2 separate regions of the Sus scrofa genome follow, and region 1 is linked to region 2. A link is a contact called in public Hi-C data. All regions are on one chromosome and are shown on one strand. Each heading gives the region's core, a stretch centred on a gene start, on an enhancer-like site or on the middle of the called end of the contact. The rest is flanking DNA. Distances are from core to core; before and after follow the strand shown. Region 1 holds the start of MFSD1 (major facilitator superfamily domain-containing protein 1). Region 2 holds the start of RARRES1 (retinoic acid receptor responder protein 1).

Region 1 (7,109 bases), core at 3,287-5,786, 86 kb before region 2:
AACTTACTGAATAATCTTCAAGAAGTTCGCAGGGTTCCCATTTAAAAATGGGTGTCTGTTATAAAATTTTTATTGGGTTTAGGATGGATTCCAAGAAATTCTAGATTAAGTAATTTTAAGTGGCTATAATTCTTAATAACTAAAAACTATTTTTAAAAGGAAAAACAGCAGCCACGCTAATATACTACCAATTTGCTTACTCTAACATTTTGCCCTCTGAATAGATCATTATTTTTTCCCCAGAGCAACAAAATGCCGGTATTAGGTGAGTCCTCAGGTATCATATGAGTAAACCATCTTTTTAAAACTCAAATCCCTCCAATGTGTGAAATGGTCATACTATAGTCTAATGATTGTTTTATAGCACTGGAAAACTTACTGTGGTTCCAAGGCAACTTATGGCCCCTCCTGTCACACTGATCAAACAAGGTCTTCATTATACTAAGTGGAATCTGTTTCCCTAAAGTTCAAAGTAATTCTATGCCTTTAAACCAAGCAAATTAAATTTAACTCATACTTTATACAGTCTTCAAAGTTTAAAAGTTAGTCCCCAAGTTTAAATACTTAATTATAGTTTCTTTCTTTTCCACTAGATATGGTTAGAAAACCCATCATCATCTTATCCTCCACCTTCCAAAGTATTCCCACTCTACATCTCTCCTAAAGTCTCTACTCATGACACATACCCACAATTGATCATTAGGATGAAAGTGACAAATGTTTGTTTATAATATTATGCCTTCCTCAGCATCTAATAGGAGTGGTCACAAGAAGTTTGATGCCTAAAGAAACGCAAAAGGGAAAATCTTCCTGGGACAGGGTGAGGCAAATACTGCATATGTGCCAAATACTGTGCATCCATCTCGCTCAATCCTTATAACCACCTTCCAAGGCAGGAATTATTATCCATATTTTATCAATGGGGAAACTGAAGCTCAGGAAGCTAGGAACAGCTCAGAAGAGATAAGAAGTTGAGCAAGTGGCAGCAATGAGATTCAGACCCTGGTTTGCTGATTCCAAGTGAGGGCATTCCAAGTTTAGACAACTGAGTTACGATATCCCATGAGCAGCATTTACCTTAACTGAAATACCAACCAAGGTTCAAAAACCAATTCCAAAAATATAAAAATCACACACACACACACAAAGCTAATGCAGATTATCACATTCAATACACAAGTTTATTCAGTTCTTTCTAGAAATACTTAATCTAGTTCTGTTTTCTTAACAATCACATTTTACCCATAAGTGAAATTTTTTTCCAAGCTTACCGTATTCCAAACACTCGGTCTGTCAAAAAGCCACCAAAGAAACACAAAATTACATTGGGCCAAGAATACCAGGCATACAGCAGCATGAATTTTGTGGTATTCACCTGCATATCCTACATGGAAAGAAAACAAAACCGTTTTTTTCCCAAACAGTTAAGTTTAACAACTAACAACTCAAAACATTCTTTCTGATAAGGCAGATGTTTTTGTTTTTTCTCCTTTTTTTCCTCATTTTTCTTTTTTTCTTTCTTTCTTTCTTTTTTTTTTTTTTTTTTTTTTTTTTTTTTTTTTGACTGTACCCCCACCCCTAGCATATGGAAGTTCCCTGGCTAGAGACTGAATCCGAGCCACAGCTGTGACACCGGATCCTTTAACCCACTGCAAGAGTCCAGGGATTCAAGCCACGCCTCCACAGCAACTGGAGCCACTGCAGTTGGATTCTTAATCCACTGCTCCACAGCGGGAACTCTAAGAGGCATTTCTTAATCATTTGTAGTCACTAACTGCTTTGAGACTCCCATGACAGTTGTAGCATGTGCCCCAGAAAAATGATGACACGTGGGAACTTCTTGAGTCCACCGCTACTTCAGAGGCTTCATGGAGTTTAGAATCAATCAGCTCTCCCACTACAATCTGCATCTGCCTGTATCTTCTACATTCTTATTCCCAAATAGAAAGGGATTATCTCAGCCTAACTATCCCTTGCCTTCCTCCACTAATTCCTACCTTCTTTCCCTTTCATTCCAGAATGTGAAGAGTCAATCTATACATTTCTCCCTGTTCAAAGGGTTAAAAAAAAAAAACTTTCAAAGGAAAAAAAAAACTACCAAAATACATAAAAAACTGTAAATATCAAATATATTTTTACAAAACCAGACTAAAAATACTGGCATGGACAATCCTCTGGGATCAGTATCCACATTTTAAAAATAAAATAACCACAAAAGACACACTTACAAAAGCAAAAATCCATCCTACCAAATCATGTGTCATTCAGATGTTTACACAATGGGACACAGAAATGCAAACAAAAATCTAATAATACTTCTTGGCACCACTGCAAGAAACTGCAATTATTTATTTAAACTGTGAAACAATATCAAGCTGCAAGTGTTATAAATGAATTCTTTGTGGCCACTCATTTCAAGAATACTGCTTGCCATACACAGGTTTGATGAAAATGGATTCACTGGACAATACTTCAGACTGGGAAATCTTAGAACTGATGATGCCTCAACAGAACATCTGCTCCAGAGCCAACAAAAAAAGCAGTGGTGAAAAACCAACTTACCCGTTTAACCTGAGTCTGAAGGGCAGCAGGATTATCATAGCAAAAATAGCTGCCTAGAAAAAGGAAAAGCAAATATTTTTAAGTAACAATACTTCCCATATAAAAGTGTCAAGTTGCAATTGCTACTCAAATTGTGATTTTAAACGTTTATACTAGGGGCTCGACACTGGAAACATTTCTGGACCACGTCCTTGTCCACCAATAATTTCTAAGTTGCAGGCAAATATGCAAAGAAAACACACCAAGTTATTTACAAAATATTAGTGTGACTACATAGCAAGTACTGGGAACCTGCATTAAGAAGTTAATCTACAACTATTTGTTCTTCTACTTTACTTTTATCATGCTTCATGTCTACTGTTTTATTCACATCCTTGTAAAAGCCGTATTTTCCTTAAAGCTACCAACGCACACACTAAAAATTTTAAAAACATCCTCAGAAGTTTCCTAGTATGTTACCTAAAGCTACTATTTATCTTGAGAGCAGGGGAAAGAAGTTTACTCTGACTAAACCTGTTTTTGAAACAAGAATTTTAAATCTACAAACAAAATGCTTTAGACAAATAATTTAGCAAATACAGTGCCAGTAATGAAGAAAAACAAAAGCATTCCAAAAGATTAAATTAAAACATAATGTCTTTGAGAGGATAAGAAAGAGAGAGGTGGAGAGATTTGGACATTCGTGCACTCAGAATTATTTTTACAGAAATAAAATTGACTTTTTTTTTTTTTTTTTTTGCTTTTTAGGATCACACCTGCAGCGTATGGTGATTCCCAGGATAGGGGTTGAATCAGAGCTGCAGCTCTTTCTTTCCACAAAGAAAGAGGGGGAACAAAAAGAGATGCAAAGGAACTAAGGCTCAAAGCAACCTCCATGCCAACATACATATCCTCAGCAGTAGCATAAAGTTACCCAATATAATGTTTCTGAACTTGTTGATGATACCCATTCCCGCAAGCCCCTTGAGAAACACATTATTACCTTCCTATCAAACTTATATTGACATTAGAATGTTGCTGAAAAAAATTAGTAGCTGGAACACAGGCAGATAATTTTTAAAATTAGCTCAAGAAATTTCCTTCAGAGTCACCAGATTTCGTAAATGAAACCAAACACCGTCAAGCCTACCACAAGTCCAATCCAGTATGATTGCTTCACATTGGCATAGCGGAAGAGAACGAGAACACATCCACTCATTGAAGCTATCAACAAGACACACTCATACGTTTTCCCAAAGAGGATGAGAAACACGTAAGACTGCCAACGAGTTGGTCAATCAAAAATTTTAAATTGGGCAGAGGGGCGTTGGGGAAGGGCAACGGGGAAAGGGACAGTTAAATCTTTCTGAATTCCTTCTGAATGGAACTGTCATTAGAGCAACCTTGATGATCCCGGGATTCCTTCATATCTAGGGTCCCAGGCGGCAAGTTGCTAGCCTTCGAGACTTCTTGGAGAGGAAAGGAGTGGCACAAAACTCGCGCAGCTCAGTGCCCTTACTCCTATCTTCGAAATGCCGAATAGCTAGCAACGTCTACAAGGCTTTGATGGGGTGGAGAAGGGAAAAGAAGGAAAGCCCAGAAACAGAAACTAGAAGCTGCGCTGAGGCCTCGTGGCAGCCAAGAACGACTCTCCGAAAGAAAGTCGGTAATTTCCTGATTAGCAGCAACACCCCACCAGGCCGGCCGGCTCACCGAAGCCAAGGAAGCACATCAGCAACAGCACCAAAAGCCGGTGCGCCAGGTGACTGGGGTCGCAGAGGGCGGACAGCGCCCTGGGAGCGTCGGGAGTGTTGGAGGCACCTCTGCCGGCCTTGACGGGGCTGCTTGGCAGCAGCGCCCTCGCTTCTTCATCTTCCTCCTCCATCCGGCCGGCGGGAGATCAGGAGAAGACAGTGACAGCAACTCCGGGAAGAAGCTGCTGCTGGAGCCCAGCAAAAACCGTGCTCACGTGACCACGGTTGCTCACGTGATGCCGGGGCAGGTCACGCAAGGCCGCGCTCACGTGAGCAGGCAAGATCACGTGGTGGGCAGGCCTAGCGAGGAGAGAGGGGAGGAGCTACGTTTAATTTCTCCCGGTACTGTCTTAGGCGCCAGCCGCAGCTTTCCGCTGCCCAAAATGGAACTGTGCTCGTTTCCTGCCTGCTCCTGCTGTCCATCCCCTGCCGCTGCGCGGGTAGAGAGTGCCGGCCTCCGCTCAGCCTGACGCGAAGAAGCGCACCGCCCTTCTCCTCGCAGCGTTGCTTTCCGCAGCCTTTTTGGCTGCTCTTAATTCCACACAGTTCATTGAGAGTCTTATGTTGTGTCCACTCACATGCCAGGTACTGGGAATACAAACTGGAATGTGACAAGCTCTCAGACCTCAGAAAGTTCGTGGTTTACTTGGGGAGGTCGACAGAAACTGATCCTTTAAAGAATAGTATGGTGAATAGACGAGTCTAAGTGAGAACAGCGGTTGAAATAAGTAGTGAATTTCGTAGGAATGCCTGGGAAAGGCGTTTGGGAAGAGAGTAAGTACAGTTTAACAAACTTTGGGGGAAAGTGGTGGCGTGCTGAAGGTCCTTTAAATTCATACCTAAGCTAGAATTAGTACGAATGGGTCAGTCATGACGCCTATATGAGGGAGTTGGTTATGAGGGTGGGGATTAGGAGGGATAATAATGATGCAAGCCTGAAACAGAACCGTGTGTGTGTGTGTGAGGGGAGGTGGGGGAGAGGAGAGAGACCATTGATCTGCGAATGAAAGAAGAACTCAGTAGGAAAAACTAAACCTGTTCCGTAAGGAGACATGCAAGGATTTTGTGTAGAGGATCAAGAATGCAAGACCTGTGTTTTTATTTAGGGCTGCACCTATAACATATGGAAGTTCCCGGGCCAGGATTGAATCCGAGCCACAGCTGTAGTAGAGTGGAATCCTTAACCCACTGCACCAAGCGAAGGATCAAACCAGCGCCTCCACAGTGACTCAAGCGGCTGCAGTCGAATTTTTAACCCATTGTACCACAGTTTGGGAACTCCAAAACCTATGTTTTTACAAATTACATCTGGCTATCATTCAGCCATTAAAAAGAATGAAATACAGCATTTTTAGCGACATGGATGGACCTAGAAACTATCATGCTAAGTGAAGTCAGCCATACAATGAGATACCAACATCAAATGCTTTCACTGACATGTGGAATCTGAAAAAAGGACAGACTGAATTTCTTTGCAGAACAGATGCTGACTCACAGACATTGAAAGACTTATGGTCTCCGGAGGAGACAGTTTGAGGGGTGGGGAGATGTGCTTGGGCTGTGGGGTGGAAATCCTGTGAAATCAGATTGTTATGATCATTATACAACTACAGATGTGATAAATTCATCTGAGTAATTTTTAAAAAGTTAAAAAAAAAAACAAAAAAAAAACAAATTACATCTGGCAACACAACCTGACACCCTCCTCAACTTTCAAGAAGGGGGTGGTGGTGCCAGGCTTGCCAGCAGAACTTTGAGGGTGACAAAGCTAGAGGTTGAATAATCATTAAGATTATTAGGTACTATGAAGATTAGAAATGGCAAGGTCCTATAACTGGGGAAATAGGGATGAAGCAAAGGAGAAGTATTTTGGAAGTGAAATGGGGATGAATTTGGGCAAATAGTTTATGAGGTCTGAGAGGAAGGAATTGAGAATATTTCCCAGATTTCTAGCGTGGGCTCCCAATAGAGATCAGAATATAGGAAACGGTGGGGTGGGGCGGGGGATGCCAGAGAAGATAGATCAGTTTACAACGTTTTGCCTTTGAGATGTCTCCACAAATGACTCCACTTTCCACCTCCCTTTCTCACCCAACCCCAAAGGAGAAGCCCCCTGTCTAATGAAACTGTCTTACCAAGATGGCTAACAACTCCATCTTCCCAGTTAGTGGTCACTTCTCTGTCCTCATCTTATGCCACTCTTCAGCGTCAGCTGATAATAGTTGACAGCCCTCTCCTTAATTACCTCCTTGACACTACACTTGCCTTGTTTTTCTCCTAGTTTACTGGGCTCTCATTTTCTGTCTCATTTGTCAGCTCCTTCTAGCTCCTCCTCTTCTACCTAAACTCTTAAATGTTCAAGTGCTCCAAAGTCCAGTCTTGGGCTCTCTGCCACTTACCCAGTTCCATAGCTTTAAACATCATCTCTGTTCTGTACAATAGGTAGCCAACACCATGTATGACAAGCTGATACTTGAAATGTTGCTGGTTGTAATTAAATGAACTGTAAGTGTAAAATATACACCAGATTTCAAACTTAGTATGAAAAGAATATAAAATCTTTTTTTAATTTTTATACTGATTACGTGTTAAAATGATAGGATTTACATATATTGGGTCAAATAGAATAAAATGAATTTCACCTGCTTTTACTTTTTAACATGGCTGGTACAAAATTTTAAATTATGTATATGGCTTACATTATATTTCTGTTTATCGGTGCTGATTTACATGCTGATGCCTCCAAAATAATCTGCATTTCAGACTCCTATTCCAACTGCCTATATGACATCTCTACGTGGATAACTAATAGGC
Region 2 (6,949 bases), core at 1,374-3,873:
GGATCCCTTTCCTAGATTTTGCCCCTACATCTAAGTGTGCTTTTGCTTCCAACCTAAGGTACCTCTGACACCTCTCAGGAGGGCTATCCGGTGTCTCTGCCCCTCTGTACCCATAGAGTAGGGCCTGGATGTTAACCAGTGTGGCCCTTAGCCAATAACTCATAGGCATAGGAGGATGGGAGCCCACATCCCCTGCCAGGAAGCAGTTTACATTCCAGAGCTTCTCTGCGTACCAGGTGAAATTACCTTTCCTGTAACTTTGTTTAAGATCCTTCCTTGCTACCAATTTTCTAGGTCTTCACTGGTTTCCCCTGGGAGCTTTTCCTTTATAAGACACTCTCACATAACCTTTTGTCTTAGGGCCTATTTCTGGGACACTCTGTAAAACAAAATTTTGAAAAAAGACTGCATATCCCAGCCTCCTTTCAACTAAGTTCTTGTCAGTGAGATAGAAGCAGAAGTTCCCTGTAGGACTTCTCAGAAGCCCATAAAAGGGAGCTCTTGCTGATGGCTAGAGCTCATCTTGGACTCTGAGGGTAGGGGCGCACCCTCAGATGTGGGAACAAAGGTCTGGAAAAAGCCTGGGACCCTTAACAACTTCATAGACCTGCCAAAACCAACAATGGATTTTGTACAACCCCCTACCCCAAACTTATGTGATGGATAAGTTTCTTATTTAAGTCAACGTTGGAGTGCCCATCGTGGTGCAGCAGAAACGAATCCGACTAGGAACCTGAGGTTGAGGGTTCAATCCCTGGCCTTGCTCAGTGGGTTAAGGATCTGGTGTTGCCGTGAGCTGTGGTGTAGGTTGCAGTTGTGACTCAGATCTGGCATTGCTGTGGCTCTGGTGTAGGCTGACAGCTGTAGCTTCAATTAAACCCCTAGCCTGGGAACTTCCATATGCCACAGGTGTGGCCTAAAAAGAAAAAAAAAAGTCAATATTGTTTATTTATTTTTTGTTCTGTGTAGGCAAGCTTAAATCTTACTAGACTAGACCACCACAACAGAGGCTGAAAAAAGGCAGATGCTTGCTTTCCCAGCCTCCCTTGCAGCTAGAGTTTGCTAATGTGACCCAGTTCTGGCCAATGAGATGTAAGGGAAGGTCAGGTGCGGGGAAGAGGGCCTGGAAAAAAGCTTTCTTCTCTGATGAAAAACTAAAATCAAAACAGATGCATGATGTAAAGCTCTCTTGCCGCCCTGGCAACCTACTCCCTGCTACCTGCCTTTGCTTGTGGCGTGTAACAATGAAGTGTCTGGAACTGTGACAGCCATTCTGTAATCATGGAGCTATGGGTCAGCCTTCCGGGGGGGGGGGGGGGCAAACAGCTGAGGAGAGCTGTGCAGAAGGATGGAGAGAGCCTGAATTCTTTAAATCATCCCTGAGACCTCCCACTCCACACCAGTGATTAGTCCATTTTGTTTTTCCTGTTACTGGCAGGTGAAAACAGCCCAACACCCACTGAGGGTGAAGCACTGAAATAAGGAAAACTTAGTTTTTATAAGACCTGGAGTTGATAATTTCTCAAGAAACCTACTACTATAACCCCTTGGAGGGGAAGATAGCTGGGTTCTGGAAAGATAATTATTTGTGTTAGCCTACCTCTGAAGCAAGAAACAGAACCTCATTCAAGAACAGAATAAGAAATGAGTTCCAGGATCAGCTGATATGGGTGCTCAACAATGTCTTCAGGAATTCAGGCTCCTCCCCTCTCTCTGCTCAGCCATTCTTCAAATGGGCTTCATCCTCAAGCTATTAGCAAGATAGGGGCACACTTCCACAAGCTCACAATAAGGAGCTACCAAGTCCTGCATGCTCTGCCCCTCCCCCCACCGTTCCCCGGAACTTCTCATCCTGATACTCCTCCAGCTGCACCTGCTTGCTCTTCTTCAAACATGCTGGTGGACTCCTGATTCTGGGCCCTTGCACTTGTTATTCCCTCTATCTACAGTGTATGCTCTTCTCAAACACATCCATCTGGCTCCCTCATCTTCTTCAGGTATTTATTTAAATTCACTATCCCAGCGAGGCCTGCCTCGACCACATTATTTAAACCTATAACCAACTCCTCATCCCCTTTCATGCTTAATTTTTCTCCACAGCATGTGACACATCCAACATTTACCTCCACAGTGGGGCTGGAGTCAGCAGGTGATGGGGAGTGGACCCCTGAACAAAGTAAGGAGGTGCGGGAACAATGGTTCCTGGGAGTGCCTCTAATGCCTTGTTCTCTGGGCTTTCTCTCTGGTCTGTGGCTTAAGAACAGTGGCCATCTCATCCCTTCACTGCCACGTGTCTAAAAAGAGTTGTCAGTCCTCGCTCCCTCCCTCCACTACCTGACAGCCCCATTCATACCTCACTTCAGTGGTATCTGGGTTGCACGCCCATTTGTGCCTCACCAGGTTTATTAGTGACCTGTTTCTAAGTCCAGTGGGGCCTCTGGGTCCTTATCTGACTTCCCTGCTGACCATAGCAGCCTCCTCTCTAGTCCCAGTTCTCTAGCGACTTTCCCATTTCCAAGGTCATTGTGCTTGCTATGAAGACCCCCAGTAATGCCGGCTGCGTCCTGCCCCCTTCTCCACCTGTTCCCAATTTCATCTTCTGAGAAATCACAGCTCCAATCACAGCTTCCAGTTACAGCTCTGAAACCCTAAGGGCTTTGAAATCACAGCATCCGCTAAGAAGCCGGATCCAGAGCTGAGCTGGCGATCCCGCACTAGGCCGCGCCCGCCAGGCCCTGTACCCTAGCAGGAGAAGTCTCCACGCCCCCCTTTGTCTCTCCCCCCCCCCCCCACCGCCCCACCGCGCGGCACCTCGCCTAGCCTAGCCGCGCGGCAGAGACGCCGAGCCCGGGGGAGTTGGGCGGGTCGGAGGGGCCCAGGGGCTGTGGAAGCGGCGACAGGGCGCCATCGAGCCAGGACCCAGATTCCCTCCAGCTGGCCACCCAGGGGGCGGAGGGAGGGGCCCGGGCGTACTTAATTCCCAGAACACTGGCGCCGCCCGCCAGGAGTCGGGGCCCGTCGAGCGCCGCGCCAGCTCACGACCATGCAGCCCAGCCGACCATCGCTTTTCGCTCCCCGGCCGGGGAACCGGCCCCCTGCCACCCGGCTGCTAGCGCTTCTGCTGCTGCTCGCCCTTCAGGCGGCCGCGGCGGCGCCCGCGGGGTCCCGGACACCCGAGGACTCCGAGTGGCGCCAGGACGCGGAGCTCCCGCAAGGACTTCTGTCCCAGGCGGCGCGCGCAGCTCTGCACTTCTTCAACTTCCGAGCGGGTTCGCCCAGCGCCCTTCGAGTGCTGGCTGAGGTGCAGGAGGGCAGTGCCTGGGTGAGTGCAGGAGCAACACTGCGGGCGGGAGGGCGCGGGGGGATTGTGCGCGAGCCGCGTGGTAGGTGATTCGTGTGCGCGCGCCTATGCTCCCAATAGCGGAAAGGCCAGGGAAGCTGTGATGCGCAGACGTCCGGGGAAATCCTGGCTCGTGCATCGACGTCCGGAACTGTCTCGGGCATGAAGGGGCCCGTTGGTGCGCAGAGTCCATGGAAAACTGGCTCGCTCATTCTGGCATTTACAAGACCATAAAGGTTTTTCATAAGGCAGTTTGTGAAAGAGGTGTATGGGGAAACTGAGGAACGGGCCCAAAAGGCAAGGCTTGATCTCTCCTGGGACTCCCAGAATTGGTTGCTATGGGGTGGTCCCAGAGCCGAGACCTTCTAGTGGTTTGAGCTTTAGTCCTGGGTGGGATTTCCAAAATCTAAGCTAGTTCTCAGGCAGGCTAGGCCGATGTTCCCTTGTTAATTGCAGACCATCATGCAATGGGTTTCAGGATAATGTTGGAATTTAAGTCTCTGCCTGGGCAGGAACCTTGGGAATCCTGGCGCCTGCTTTAATCTAATGGGAGTGAGTGAACCAGGGCTGTTTTCTATGTAATGAAATGAATGAGAACTTTGCAGCACATTGTTTGGTAGCTAATTTTAAGGCACTGGTTGTAGGTATCATTTCGTGTCTAAGCAGCTCCACTGCTTTCTTCATCAAATGAAAGAACCTGACTTAAGGGGCTCTGGTGGCAGCTGCGGCTTAAATTCAAACCCTGCCCCAGTAACTTCCATATGCTGTTGTGTAGTTGTTTGTTTTTGAAGAGTTCTCATCGTGGCACAGTAGGAAATGAATCTGACTAGTATCCATGAGGATGTGGGTTTGATCCCTGACCTCACTCAGTGGGAGTGGGTTAAGGATCTGGTATTGCCAGTGAGCTGTGGTGTAGGTCACAGACATGGCTTGGATCTGGCATTGCTGTGGCTGTGGTGTAGGCCAGCAGCTGCAGCTGGGATTCGACTCCTAGCCTGGGAACTTCCATATGCCATGCCGTGGGTGTGGCCCTAAAAAGCAAAAGAAAAGTCACAGAACTACACTAAGCCTCTTCCAAGAGTAGTGATGCTCTTCCCCGTAATCACCCAGTATTGCACAAAGCCTGCAGAACCAGACTTAAAGAGTCTAGAGTTTAGTAAAGGGTGTAAATAGGTAACGTTTTAAAGAGTGGCAGTAGGATTTTTAAGATGGTTCTAGACCTGGAAGGGGAACGCCTTTTGAAAGCTCAGCCTTGGTTCTTCAAAGACTTAATCTGCCCCCAGGATGGCTAAATTTATTTAATGATGAAATAAAAGTGTTCTTAGAAAAAGGCAATCTGGAGTTCCCGTCGTGGCTCAGTGGAAATGAATCTGACTAGCATCTCTGAGAAGGCAAGTTCAATCCTGGCCTTGATCAGAGGGTTAAGGATCCGGCGTTGCTGTGAGCTGTGGTGTAGGTCGCAGATGAGGCTCCAGATCCTGTCTTGCTGTGGCTGTGGTATAGGCCGGTATCTGTAGCTCCAATTGGACCCCCTAGCCTGGGAACCTCTATGTTCTGTGGGTGCGGCCCTAAAAAGATCCAAAAAAAAAAAAAAAAAAAGGCAATCTGCTCTTGTCACCCGTTGGAGCAAACCAACAAACCTTGCCGTCTTAGGGAGGAAAAAGTTCACTTTACCAGCACAACAGAGAAATGAGGGAACAGAGCTTGAGAACTTGGAGAGTTGCCACTTCCTAGAGCCCGAAGAGGCCCCCCCTGAAGATTTGCTCCCTGGTTATCAGTGGGACAGAATCCCTACAGAAAACCAAGCTCACATTTCTAAGGCGCACCCACCCAGTTTTCAAATCCCAGGGATATTTTTTTCTTCCGAGACCATGAAAAAAATAATAAAATATTTTCCATTTTCATGCATTTAGTCACCCCTTATTAAAAAAATAAAACCGGAATTCCTGTCATGGCGCAGTGGTTTAACGAATCCGACTAGGAACCATGAGGTTGCGGGTTCGGTCCCTGCCCTTGCTCAGTGGGTTAACGATCCGGCATTGCCGTGAGCTGTAGTGTAGGTCGCAGATTCGGCTCGGATCCCGCGTTGCTGTGGCTCTGGTGTAGGCCGGTGGCTGCAGCTCCGATTGGACCCCCCTAGCCTGGGAACCTCCATATGCTGCAGGAGCGGCCCAAGAAATAGCAAAAAGACAAAAAATAAATAAATAAAATACTTGGCATCTTTCACAAAATAAATCAGCTCTCAAAATCCAAGTGAATTAAAAATTTTCCTTTCCTTTTCCACAGAATTCAGTTACTCTTTTCATTTGTAATAATATAATGTTCCTGAATTTTAAAGGGAGCCTCAGAGTTCCTGTTGTGGTGCAGCAGAAATGAATCCATGAGGTCATGGGTTCAATCTCTGGCCTCACTCAGTGGGACCCATAGTAACCTTGAGGTCATGGGTTCGATCCCTGGCCTCACTCAGAGGGTTAAGTATTGGGCGATGCTGTGAGCTGTGGTGTAGGTCACAGATGAGGCTCCAGATCCCGTGTTGCTGTGGCTGTAGTGTAGGCCAGCAGCTCTAGCTCCGATTCGACCCCTAGCCTGGGAACCTCCATATGCCACAGGTGGGGCCCTAAAAAGCAAAAAACAAAAGAAAAACAAAATAAAGGGACCCTCGTTTTGGCCTAAAAAAGCTGGGTGGAATAATCAATAAATGAGAGGTGTGCATGAGGGGGAAGAGGAGTTAATAAATTGAAGAATTCAGGGTATTGCCCCTGTGAAAGGAAAACTTCTGTGGTCATCTGGTTTATCTTTACATTTCCTCCCAAAATTATTATAAATGTATTAAAATCAAGGAGCCAAGGAAGAGAAGTTAGTGACTTTCAGAGCCAAGGCTCTTTAGAGGCTAAGTGGTTTCAGTTTCTCCCTAGAATTCAGTGAAATTCCTTGATTTATTGAAACCACTTAAATGAGAACAAATACCACCTCTACGGAGCCTTCAGTGCAAGGAATTTCTGCCTCAATTACAGGAGCAGCGGTAACATTGGCAAGAGGTGGAAAGTGATAGACCCTCAAACCCCTTTATCCAATCATTGCATTATTAGAGTGAGTGCTGAGTTGCTGCACAGTGTCTGTCATTCCTCCAGGAGCAACCCAGGATGAGCAGGTAGCTGGGTGGGTGAGAAAAGTGTAGCTGGTAAGGCTCCTTCTTTATCCTCTTTGTCAGTGCACCCCTTTGTAGATGAGAGGCTGGAACAAAGTCAGGGTTTTCAAACTAATAGCATACTAGTGGGTTATGAAATCTATTTAGTATGTTGCAGTTGTTTTTTATTTGCTTTTAAATAGTTTGGAATACAAACTGTTGAGTACATTGCAAAATAAAATGTTAAGTAGTGCCGTTAAAATTTTGCAAACATGTGTGTGAACTGGGTCATTATGAAGCATGTAGTTCTTGCTATGAGTTTCAGCTGAAAAAAAAAAAATTGAAAGCCAATAAACCAAATGACTTAAGACCTCTTGATTTAAAGTGTTTTCTTGGCTCTTGAAGAATCCCTTATTTTAGGAACAGTTGCCCTCTAGTGGTGAAATTCAGAAGTAGCTTTGGTGATAAATGCAATGAAGTAT

What was found. Hi-C and Micro-C count contacts between places; a contact is called where the count stands out from the background.
Region 1: a Hi-C map of liver shows a contact between it and region 2, with 3 times the contacts expected there. The contact joins the promoter of MFSD1 here to the promoter of RARRES1 in region 2. A contact is called at or near these places in 1 of 5 promoter capture datasets (liver), 23 of 47 Hi-C or Micro-C datasets (adipose tissue, alveolar macrophages, blood and 12 more) and 2 of 2 datasets of contacts at active chromatin or transcription factors (alveolar macrophages and skeletal muscle).

What each region holds. Positions count from the first base shown.
Region 1 is chr13:98,589,772-98,596,880 of Sscrofa11.1, reverse strand. It overlaps MFSD1 (major facilitator superfamily domain-containing protein 1), which reads right to left and starts at 4,536. Exons shown (of 16, transcript XM_003358650.5): 1 at 4,255-4,536; 2 at 2,563-2,615; 3 at 1,272-1,384. The coding sequence starts at 4,426.
Region 2 is chr13:98,502,226-98,509,174 of Sscrofa11.1, reverse strand. RARRES1 (retinoic acid receptor responder protein 1) reads left to right here and starts at 2,623. Exons shown (of 6, transcript XM_003358645.3): 1 at 2,623-3,322. The coding sequence starts at 3,044.